Regions from separate parts of the Mus musculus genome. Here region 1 is linked to region 2. A link is a contact called in public Hi-C data. All regions are on one chromosome and are shown on one strand. The core of a region is the stretch at or near the end of the contact, and the rest is flanking DNA. Distances in the headings are between cores, read along the strand shown. Region 1 holds the start of Adipor2 (adiponectin receptor 2). Region 2 holds the start of Mtmr14 (myotubularin related protein 14).

Region 1 (4,753 bases), core at 104-2,603, 6.2 Mb after region 2:
AAATCCTAAAAGACTGCAGTATTTTTACCTTGCTCCTTGGGGAGCAGGGGTAAGCATTCTGCTTTGGGGAAACACAATGAACACAGCAACACAAGAATTACAGGCCATCAAGTGAGATGGCTAAAGAGTATGCTTGCCAGGCAAATTTTCAAGACCTTGCCGCCTGAGTTCGATACCCGGAACCACATAAACGTAGACGATGATCAACTTTTACCAAGTTGTTCTCTAACCTCCACACGTGTGCCATGAACACAGGAGTCACACAGAAACACACCATAATAAACTGGATAATTTTAATTTTTTTAAAGTTTTTTTTTCTTTAAATGAGACAACCAGAGTAAAACATAAATGCAACTAAAAGATCATTTCCACTAAAATACTAAAACCACCAATGAAGCATTGTACCTACCAAATCCCAGGTGGTCATGTCATTTATCAAAAATTCATTGCTCAACGCTCTCGTGAAGTTTTCAAACTCCAGAAACAAATGTTTAAATCAAGGTCAAAAAAAACAAAAGAAGAGACTCATTAGCTGTCTGGTCTAGCGCTCCCTCGGACTCATCAAAACTTATTTTATAGCCGTTTCCAGCAATTCTCTAACAAGCTAACCACTGGCAAATAAAAACCCAAAGGGGCTCAGAACTGGGCCCAAGAACTATCCCGCAGTGACAGCCTGACGCGCCACCTAAGGAAAGGTGAGGGCAACCTTCCCATCCCAGTGGTTGGAAAAGTCGCGCTGAGCACAAGCCATCCGAAGCAAGCCTGCCAGAGAAATCCCTAGAAGTGGCAGAAGACACCAACTAGAAGTCGGGGCGGGAGGATTTCAGTCTCCGGCCATCGCGGGGGTACCGGCTCCGAAATCGACTAGAGACGGAGCGAGGGGCTTCGGACTCTGCCCCGCGGCGGGGACAGGGCAGCGGGCGCCCGCGACCGCAGCTGCACGGAGCGCGGCCCCGGCCCCCCCCCCCACCCCACCCCCCCGGCCGCTGCTTGGGCCCCGCACCAGGCGCGCGGCCGCAGGTCAGAGTTCCGGCCGCGCTCGGAGCCGGCCAGGCGCGCGCTCCCGGCCCGCGCCGGGGACACCTGTCCCTCAGCCCTCACCTCCTTCCGACCCGGGCAATCTGCTGAGCCCGGGAAGCCGCGCTCGAGCCACAGCCCTTCGCCCGAGTTAGCGGCCGTCTCACCGCGCGGCTCGGGCGCCTCGGGAAGCAGCGCCTCGGGGAGGGAGAGGGGGGGCGCGGAGGGAGGGGGCCGCTCGCTGGAGCCGCCACCGCCGCCGCCGCCACCGCGGTACCGCGTCGGGACTGTGCTCGCGCCGCCGCGACCGCCGCCGCCGCCGCCGCCGCGTCTCCCCGCCTCCGCGCCCGCGCGTAGCCGTGACGCGCATCGCACGAGGCGGGCCGAGCCAGTAAGACCACACCCCGTGCGCAGCCGCGCTGGCCTAAACCGGAAGCCTCCCCTCGGGAGGCTTTGGAAGCGTGATGCATCTTGGGAGTTGTAGTTCGGCCGGGTCCACAATGTAAACAGTGCGGGCAGAGTGCCTCGGAACGCTCACCCAGCTTCCTCGACGATTTCTGAAGAGATCTGAGAAGGGAGTGGGCCGCCACGGTTTAATGACTCGGGATGGAGCGTGTGTTTGTGTCAGCGGCCAACATAATGCTAGGCGTCGTCTTATGAAGGTTTCAGGATTCCGAAAGCGTTTAGTCAACTCTTCCTCAAACAGTAGGGCTTGTTTTTATTACCGTACTAACGTATGATTGATTTATGCCCTACCACTTCTAGAAGATATTCAAAATTATTTTCAATGGTCGATTGCAAACGACTTAAGCATTGTGTCTGTTTACCCAGAGGGAATGATTTGCTACGAGTGAGCTTTCCTATTGAACCAGAACAAGGAACTATAGGAGCTGGTGTGCAGAGGAAAAAAAAATGGTTTCTTCGTGTTCAGTTGTAAGAGGATTGTATCTGTCACACTCTTTAGTTCAAAACTTAATACACGTCAAAGTAAATTCGGAAGCTTTAGTTTAGACCTTGGAGGAAGCTTATTGTTCTTGCCTTTAGACCACAATCGGTCTCATAGCCAAGAAGCTAAAATGTGATGTTGAGCGATTGGAGGGAAGCAGACATGGAAAACTCTTCAACGAGGAAAAGCACTAGAGAGGTTAAAACAAGAGGATCTTGCATGTACCAGATCAGCCTGGTGTACATCGCGAGCCAGGCCAGCCTTGGCTATACAGAGTGTAAAACCATGTCTCAGAAAAAAAGAAACGAAAGAAAGAAAGGGAGAGAGAGAGAAAGACAAAGACTTGGCTACTAAGACTGAGAAAGACAATTGTACCTTTCCCATCAGAAAACAAATGCAGGCATTTGGGAATTATAAATGTGGCCCAAGGCTGGAAATATAGCTCAGTGGTAAAGCTATAGCCACTCCAAAAGCCTCGATTCCATCAATAACTTAAGGGGGGGGGGGGTGCGGGGGGAAGGATCCATAATAAATAGGGCAAAAAGAGAAGTTTTTTTTTCAGGCTGAATATAAGGTATCCCCTAAGGAAGACAGACTTAAGATAGACCATTATCTTACCAGGTATGGGGGCTCACACCTTAATTCCTAGCACGTGGGAACTGGTATAGGACGGCTGCAGTGAGTTCATGGCCAACGTGGGCCACAAGATGAGTTCCAGGTCAGCCAGGGCTAAAATGAGACCCTGCTTCAACAAAGGAAAACAAAACCCCCTCTCAAATCTTTCCTGCAGAGCTTTCTTTTAAGGATGCTTCTTTGATCAAAGCTTCTGTCTCCAGGAACAGGGTTTTTAAGAGAGCCCGCCATTTCCCCTCCTACCTCTCAGCTTGGCCTCTTGAACTGATCTCACTGTCAATCACTACATGCAATTTCTGATGCTTCTATAATGATGAAACAAACCACCTTATTTCCTCAAAATGCCCACCCACACCTTCTCAGCTAATGAGGATCTTTGCCACTCTCCCTACCCTCAAAGGGACATTCCTGAGTCCCACTGCCCAACTGGCTTCACCCTTATCCTTACCTAAATGGCATCACCAAATGTTTCAAAGCAGATTTGTTTTTTCCAGATCTCTTTCCCTGGCTATGCCCTTGTTGATTTGTACAGGTTGTCTCTTGATTGGCTATTCACACATCACAGAGAACTCAGCAATGTTCAGTATCTCCCCATATCAGCTATGAATCTTCAAAATCAAAATCTCCCTTCTGGTGTTGAGTATTTGTTTTTGCAGCACTAGAGACTGAATTTAGGGCCCTGTAGATGCTTAGGCAAGCCTCCTCCTACATCTCTGCCATGGTAGAGGATAGCTTTGTGGAATCTATTCTCTCTTTCCATTATGCGGGTCTGAGAGTTGAAGTCAGAGCATCAGTCAGAGCCTCCCCTTTCCATGCTGAGCCAGCCAGCACACATGCCCAGTGTCTCCATTCTTAAGGTGTTACAGTTTTCCACAGAGGGGAAGTCCTGCATCTTCTACAGCAACAAACGACATTTCCTTCTACCCTACCGCATACCAGTCACTGTGACCAACTCTGCCCTGTGGTATAGCCAGTTTAATAAAGTCATCTCTGAAACTTGATGACAGGAAGACATTATATTGAGTAATATTCATAATCCAGCTGAGGCTTCAATGACATGTTGACAGGTTGCTGACATAATGACAATGAACTTGCTCCTAGAGCGAACTTAGCCACCTTTGTAAAAGTCAAGTCAATAGCCAATGAAAATGGAAGATGTATCTAAAATTCTAAAGCCATAAGCAAATGGTAGGGCAACTCCTAATTCAAAATAAAACGAAAACTCTATATACCATTGTTCATGTAAACCATTGTTCATGTAGACGGTTTGAAGTTGGATTCAGTGTTCCTCCTATGAAGAAAAGTTGTTTTCTGCTCAGAACAAGTACTTTTTTTTTCAGATCTTTTTATTTTGTGTGTGTGGGTGTTGTGCCTGCATGTATGCCTGTGTACCATGTGCAATACAGGTGCCTACAGAGGACTGAATCCCTCATGAGGGTGCTGAAAATGGAACCCAGTCCTCTGGACCACTGAACCATCTCTGCAGCCTCACATTGCTACAGTTAATGGAAAAAGCTATTCTGCTTGGAAACCAAAATTAGTATTGTCTTGAGAAACCTGTATCTGTGGCTTAAAATCGCAAGCAGGGCATGGAAATACATACCTTATTTCTAGGACTAGGGAGGTTAAGGTCAGCCTGAGTTATAAAGGAAGACCATGCCATAATAATAATAATAATAATAATAATAATAATGTCCTGAGTGTGCTAGGTCAGAAACATAGATAAACACATGTCTATCTTTCCACATATCAGAATTCATTGAATAGCCATGAATTCACAAGATATGGCGGTTTCAATGGCAGCATGGGAAGTGTTCCCACTTCCTGTGATAGCCATGGTTAAAGCTGTAAAGATCTGAGAGGTCACAGCAGAGTTCAAAAGGTTTAAGGAGTCCTGAGAGGCAGGAAAGCTAAGAAAGGTCCAGAGAGGAAGGGGGTATAAAATCTAGACAATATAAAATGTGGTCCATTATACACACACACCTAGCAACAATTGAAAAAAAAAATCCTAGGGACCACAAGATGGCTCACAAGAGAGGGTCCACCCAGGTTCAATCCTGGGACTCACATGTCTGAAGCAAAGTTCTGACTTCCAAAAGTTGTCCTTCACCATCCACACAAGCACCGTGGCAAACGGGTGTGCACAAAGCAATGAAT
Region 2 (4,427 bases), core at 362-2,861:
CCACAGCTGGTCTTGATGGCTCCTTTGTCTTTTTGCCTCAGCTTTCGGAAGGCTTCACTCACAGGTGTAAGCCATTGCGATTGACTAGAAAAATCTTAGAGACATTATGTTTGTTCTACTTTTGTTGCTATGATAAAAACAAAAGCAAGCCAAGAAGAGGTTTATTGAGCTCACACTGTCACATCAGTGACATCATCATTGAGGACCATCAGGCAGGACAGGAACTCAAGCAAGAACCTGGAGGCAGAAAGTGAAGCAGAGGCCATGGAGAAATAAACACTGATTACCAGCTTGATCCCTGTAACTCTCTCAGCCTGCTTTATTCTACAACCCAGGACCACCTCTCCAAAGTGGATACCTCCCTCTGCATCAATTAGCAATCAAGAAAAGGCCCCACAGACATGCTCAGAGGCCAACCAGGTGGAGGCAATTACTCAACTGAAGAGTCCTTTCCCCAAGTTGGGAAGCAAGAATAATCATCACAGTTTAGAAGACGAGACTAAATAATAATTTTTTTAAAAAATGCATATTTTGATTCTATTTGACCATCGCCAAAAGGGAAAACTAATTTCCAGTATTAGAATTCAGGACAGGACCTAGTTGAGCATGAAGAGTGACTGACAGTCAGCAGGGGTTGTGGTTTGTGTTTTCCTTAGATTTCTTTACAAATCTAAGAAAATGAGTACTTTTAGGCACTATGTTAACTTACTATGTTTTCACAGCATCAATTTCATTTTGAGAGTTTTCTTTCGACATAAGTTATAGCTTAATCAACTGTCTGACTGATGGCCAAATGAGCAATTCTCCCTCAGATATACAATACTGAAGGAGGCCTTAACACCTTCTCTCTAAACATCAATACTTGGGGGTAGATAGTACACACATCTTCTGAGACTAACAATTCTAGGAATTTGGGACTGATATTTGAGATTCTCAGCACCCAGAAAGTGGAGGCAGGTGAGTCAGGAGTTCAAGGCCAGCCTTGGCTATACCACAAATAATTACCTACATCAAACAACAAACACCAGCCCAATACACAAACAACTCCCTAGACAGGGAAGAACTGAGCAGGAGATTGGCACGTGTTGATTTATGATGAAAGCAGCTGATAGGAAAATGAAGGAACATTATTATCTACACTTTTTTAAACATTTTTAAAAAATTAAGGTGTGGTCTGGGCTAGTCTCAAATGCCTGATTCTCACGCTTCATCCTCTGGCGTTTGCCTACTGACACCAGCTAGAAAATCTTTTTAAATAAATAGGATGATGGTCCACGCTATATTGGCAGGGACGTCCATAAGAGCAGTGGAGAAGTGCTGTTTGAAATGCTGTTTTGATTCTTGCAGCTCTCGTCTTCTTGCTGCCAGCACTAACTCAGGCCTCCGGCGGTTCCTTCCTCTCTTGTTGCCAATGGTTCCCGCCTTTCCCCTCCCCGCAGCCGCGGTGGTTTAGCCCGGCTTCCCCCGGGGAAACCCCTTGGGCGGAGCGCGGCCCCCGCCGTGAGGCCACTTGGATCCCTCCGCGTCAGGGGTGGGCCGGGGACCTGTGGGCCGGGCACGAACCCCGGGCTCTGATTGGCTGCGGCGGGAGTAAACATCCGGAGAGGTGGGGCGGGGCCGGAAGTGGAAGAAGAAGGCGGCGGCTGAGTCGGTTCAGGAGGTTTTAGAGCCGGAGTCCGAGCTTCAGGTGCCATGGGCTGGGGGAAGGCGCCCTGAGGGGACTCGAGGCTGTGCATGGCGGGTGCTCGGGCCGCCGCCGCCGCCTCGGCGGGTTCCACCGCCTCGTCGGGCAGCCCGCCGCCTCAGGAGCCCGGGCTCTGGGAGCTGCTGGAGGAGTTCTCCCGGACTCAGTACCGTGCCAAGGACAGCGGCGGGAAGAGCGGCTCTAAGGTGAGCCCCAAAGGTGCAACGACCTGAACTGGTCCCTGGCCTGAGTTACCGAGGGAAGACTGTGGTTCGGGATGGGAGGAGAGCTGGAATGAGACCTCCTTGGGGAGGCACGGGAGAGGAACTTATCCAGGATATGGACTCAGAGAGTAAGGATCCGGCTTTACACCAAAGAGGAGGACCGAAGCTCCTTGTGGGTTTTGGGGTGGGGGGTTGCTTTAACAGGGGTTTGGAGGTCAAGGGTCGGAGTTGTGGGCCAGGTGCAAAGGTTAGACAATAGGAACGCTACCCTTCGTGAGCCTAGGAGGGGTTACCAACAGATTCAAAACAAAAAACAAAACCCCTAAAATCTAAGTAAAAATGGGGAAGAGACTCCTCTGGACCAGAGATCAGAGTAGAAGTCTGGAGTAGTGTGACATTATGGAGCCCAGAGAACAGCGGAGTGTGTCACCTCCTTATAAGGTACCAGCATGACTTAGGCCCTTCCCTTTCCTTTCCTGTAGAGCAAGAAGAGAACCCACATTCCCTTTCTGTTCCTTTTATCAGAAGTCTCTGTCCGTTGTCCCCCCACCCCGGGAATTTCCCTCTGCCCTAGTCACCAGGCCTGAAAAGAGAGCTGCTGATCTGGTCGAGGCATACTGACCTCAGCACTGATAGACCCGGCCCTTTCTCTTTCCCAGTGTGGCATTACACATTGGCGTTGGTCTCTGTGCTGGGCCATAAAACTGGTTTGGCCCCAGAGGTTACCTAGGGGCTGAGACATCTTCTATTAATCTCTGAAGTAACAACCTAAGAAAGATCACTAATGTGGTATTATCGGACCAGACAATTAAGTACCTTTCAGATTATAATTGGCATCATTTGGAGCTCTTGTTAAACACAAAGATTTCTGGTCTTAGATTCTCTTAAAGCACAATGTCTGGGGAGGCAGACCCTAGAATTTGTACTGTATGTTCAGAAAAGCCTTAAATGCGTTATCCCAACCAAGGCCAGTCATGCACTCCTGTCCTTCTGTCTCCACTTCCTAGGTGATGGGGTTACAGGTGTTTACCCTCATGCTTGGTTTCTGTGGTGCTGGAGATTGAACACAGGTTTTTATGCATGCCAGACCGGCATTCTACCAGCTGAGCTACATCACCAGCCTTGGTGTGTGTTGAGGCGTGGTTTTTTGTCTGTGGCCCTGGCTTGGTTTCACAGTCATTATCCCAGGATGGCTTGTAACTAATAATCCTCCTGCCTTAGCCTCCCAAGGACTACATACACGTGTGAGCCACCACAGCTGACTTCGAGGGCAATCTTTTGAGTGGTTATAGGAGGTGTGTGATTTTGATGGATCTCACTGCCCTCTGAATGTCTGTGAAGATTAGAGTTTTACAAGTTAAACCTTACTCTCACCACAACTGGTCTTAATACTGCTCCAGGCTTCATGATCTCTTGCAAAGTTCTTGATGTGTTACAGGCGGTAAGCTTTTCTTCCAGTGGGCTTTTCACTGAACTGTGAACAAAAGGATTAATTTTAGAAGGGAGCCTTGCCTTTAGTTTTATAAGCAGATGGTATGTAAAGAGACAACTGTCTGCAGCTTTTACTGATTTTGCTGACTAGAGCTTCTTTATTTTTGTAGGTGTTGTTGAGACATGGTCTTGAGATATATAGTAATTCATATATAAATATACACACACACATGCACGCACACACTGAACTCGGCATCCTCCTGCCTCAACATCCCATGTAATAAGATTGTAGATGTGCACCATCGTGCCCAGCTGACTGGAGCTTCAACTGGAGTTTCTGGGGCTGTAGAACAGAAAAAAAGATTTTTTGGTGTTAAAAGAACATAATGTGTTAATGCTATAATAGTAACCTAAAGCAACAGTTACTGTTGCTTTGTTTTTTGGGACAAGGTCTCACTATGTGCCCAGCCTCCCTGTGACTCCACAGTCTTCTGTGCAGTGAGGCTAACGGGCTTAGGTACCACCTGAAGCATGCCACACGTGAGTTAATATAGAGCCCACGGTCCAGCATCATGTTTCTTCCCAGCCTTGAATGATGATCACAGAATTGCTTGTCACTCACTCCCAGGGGCCTCTTTGGATCATGGGCCACTTAAGCTCATGCCCTCAGAACCTGAGAATTCTCTTCAGGCTCAAGTCTCCTTCTCTATGCAGGTTGAACGCATTGAGAAGAGATGTCTGGAGCTATTTGGCCGTGACTACTGTTTCAGCGTGATTCCAAATGTGAATGGTGATATCTGCGGCCACTACCCCCGCCACATCGTATTCCTGGAGTATGAGAGTTCTGAGAAAGAGAAAGACACGTGAGCATCCTGTGACTGTAGTGTGCATGTCGGGTGGACCTCAGAGGCTCATCCCCACGGTCAGGAGACTGGGCAGGGCATGCTCACTTTGCTCAGGTGGGGTTAGTTCCTGGCATCTTTACGGACTTAAGGTTTGAGTTTGATTGGCCAAGTAGTACAGCTTCAGATGAGAAGTGGAGAGTCCCAGCCCTGCAGCTTTCACCCCTCTGTTTGACCTCACTGACC

Evidence for each region. A called contact is a pair of places that touch in the nucleus more often than the background predicts.
Region 1: a contact with region 2 is called in a Hi-C map of B cells, with 5 read pairs. The contact joins the promoter of Adipor2 here to the promoter of Mtmr14 in region 2. A contact is called at or near these places in 2 of 39 promoter capture datasets (cranial neural crest and pre-B cells) and 1 of 484 Hi-C or Micro-C datasets (B cells).

The regions. Positions count from the first base shown.
Region 1 is chr6:119,387,381-119,392,133 of GRCm38.p6, forward strand. It overlaps Adipor2 (adiponectin receptor 2), which reads right to left and starts at 1,354. Exons shown (of 8, transcript NM_001355692.1): 1 at 1,102-1,354.
Region 2 is chr6:113,236,232-113,240,658 of GRCm38.p6, forward strand. It overlaps Mtmr14 (myotubularin related protein 14), which reads left to right and starts at 1,612. Exons shown (of 19, transcript NM_026849.2): 1 at 1,612-1,890; 2 at 4,054-4,202. The coding sequence starts at 1,735.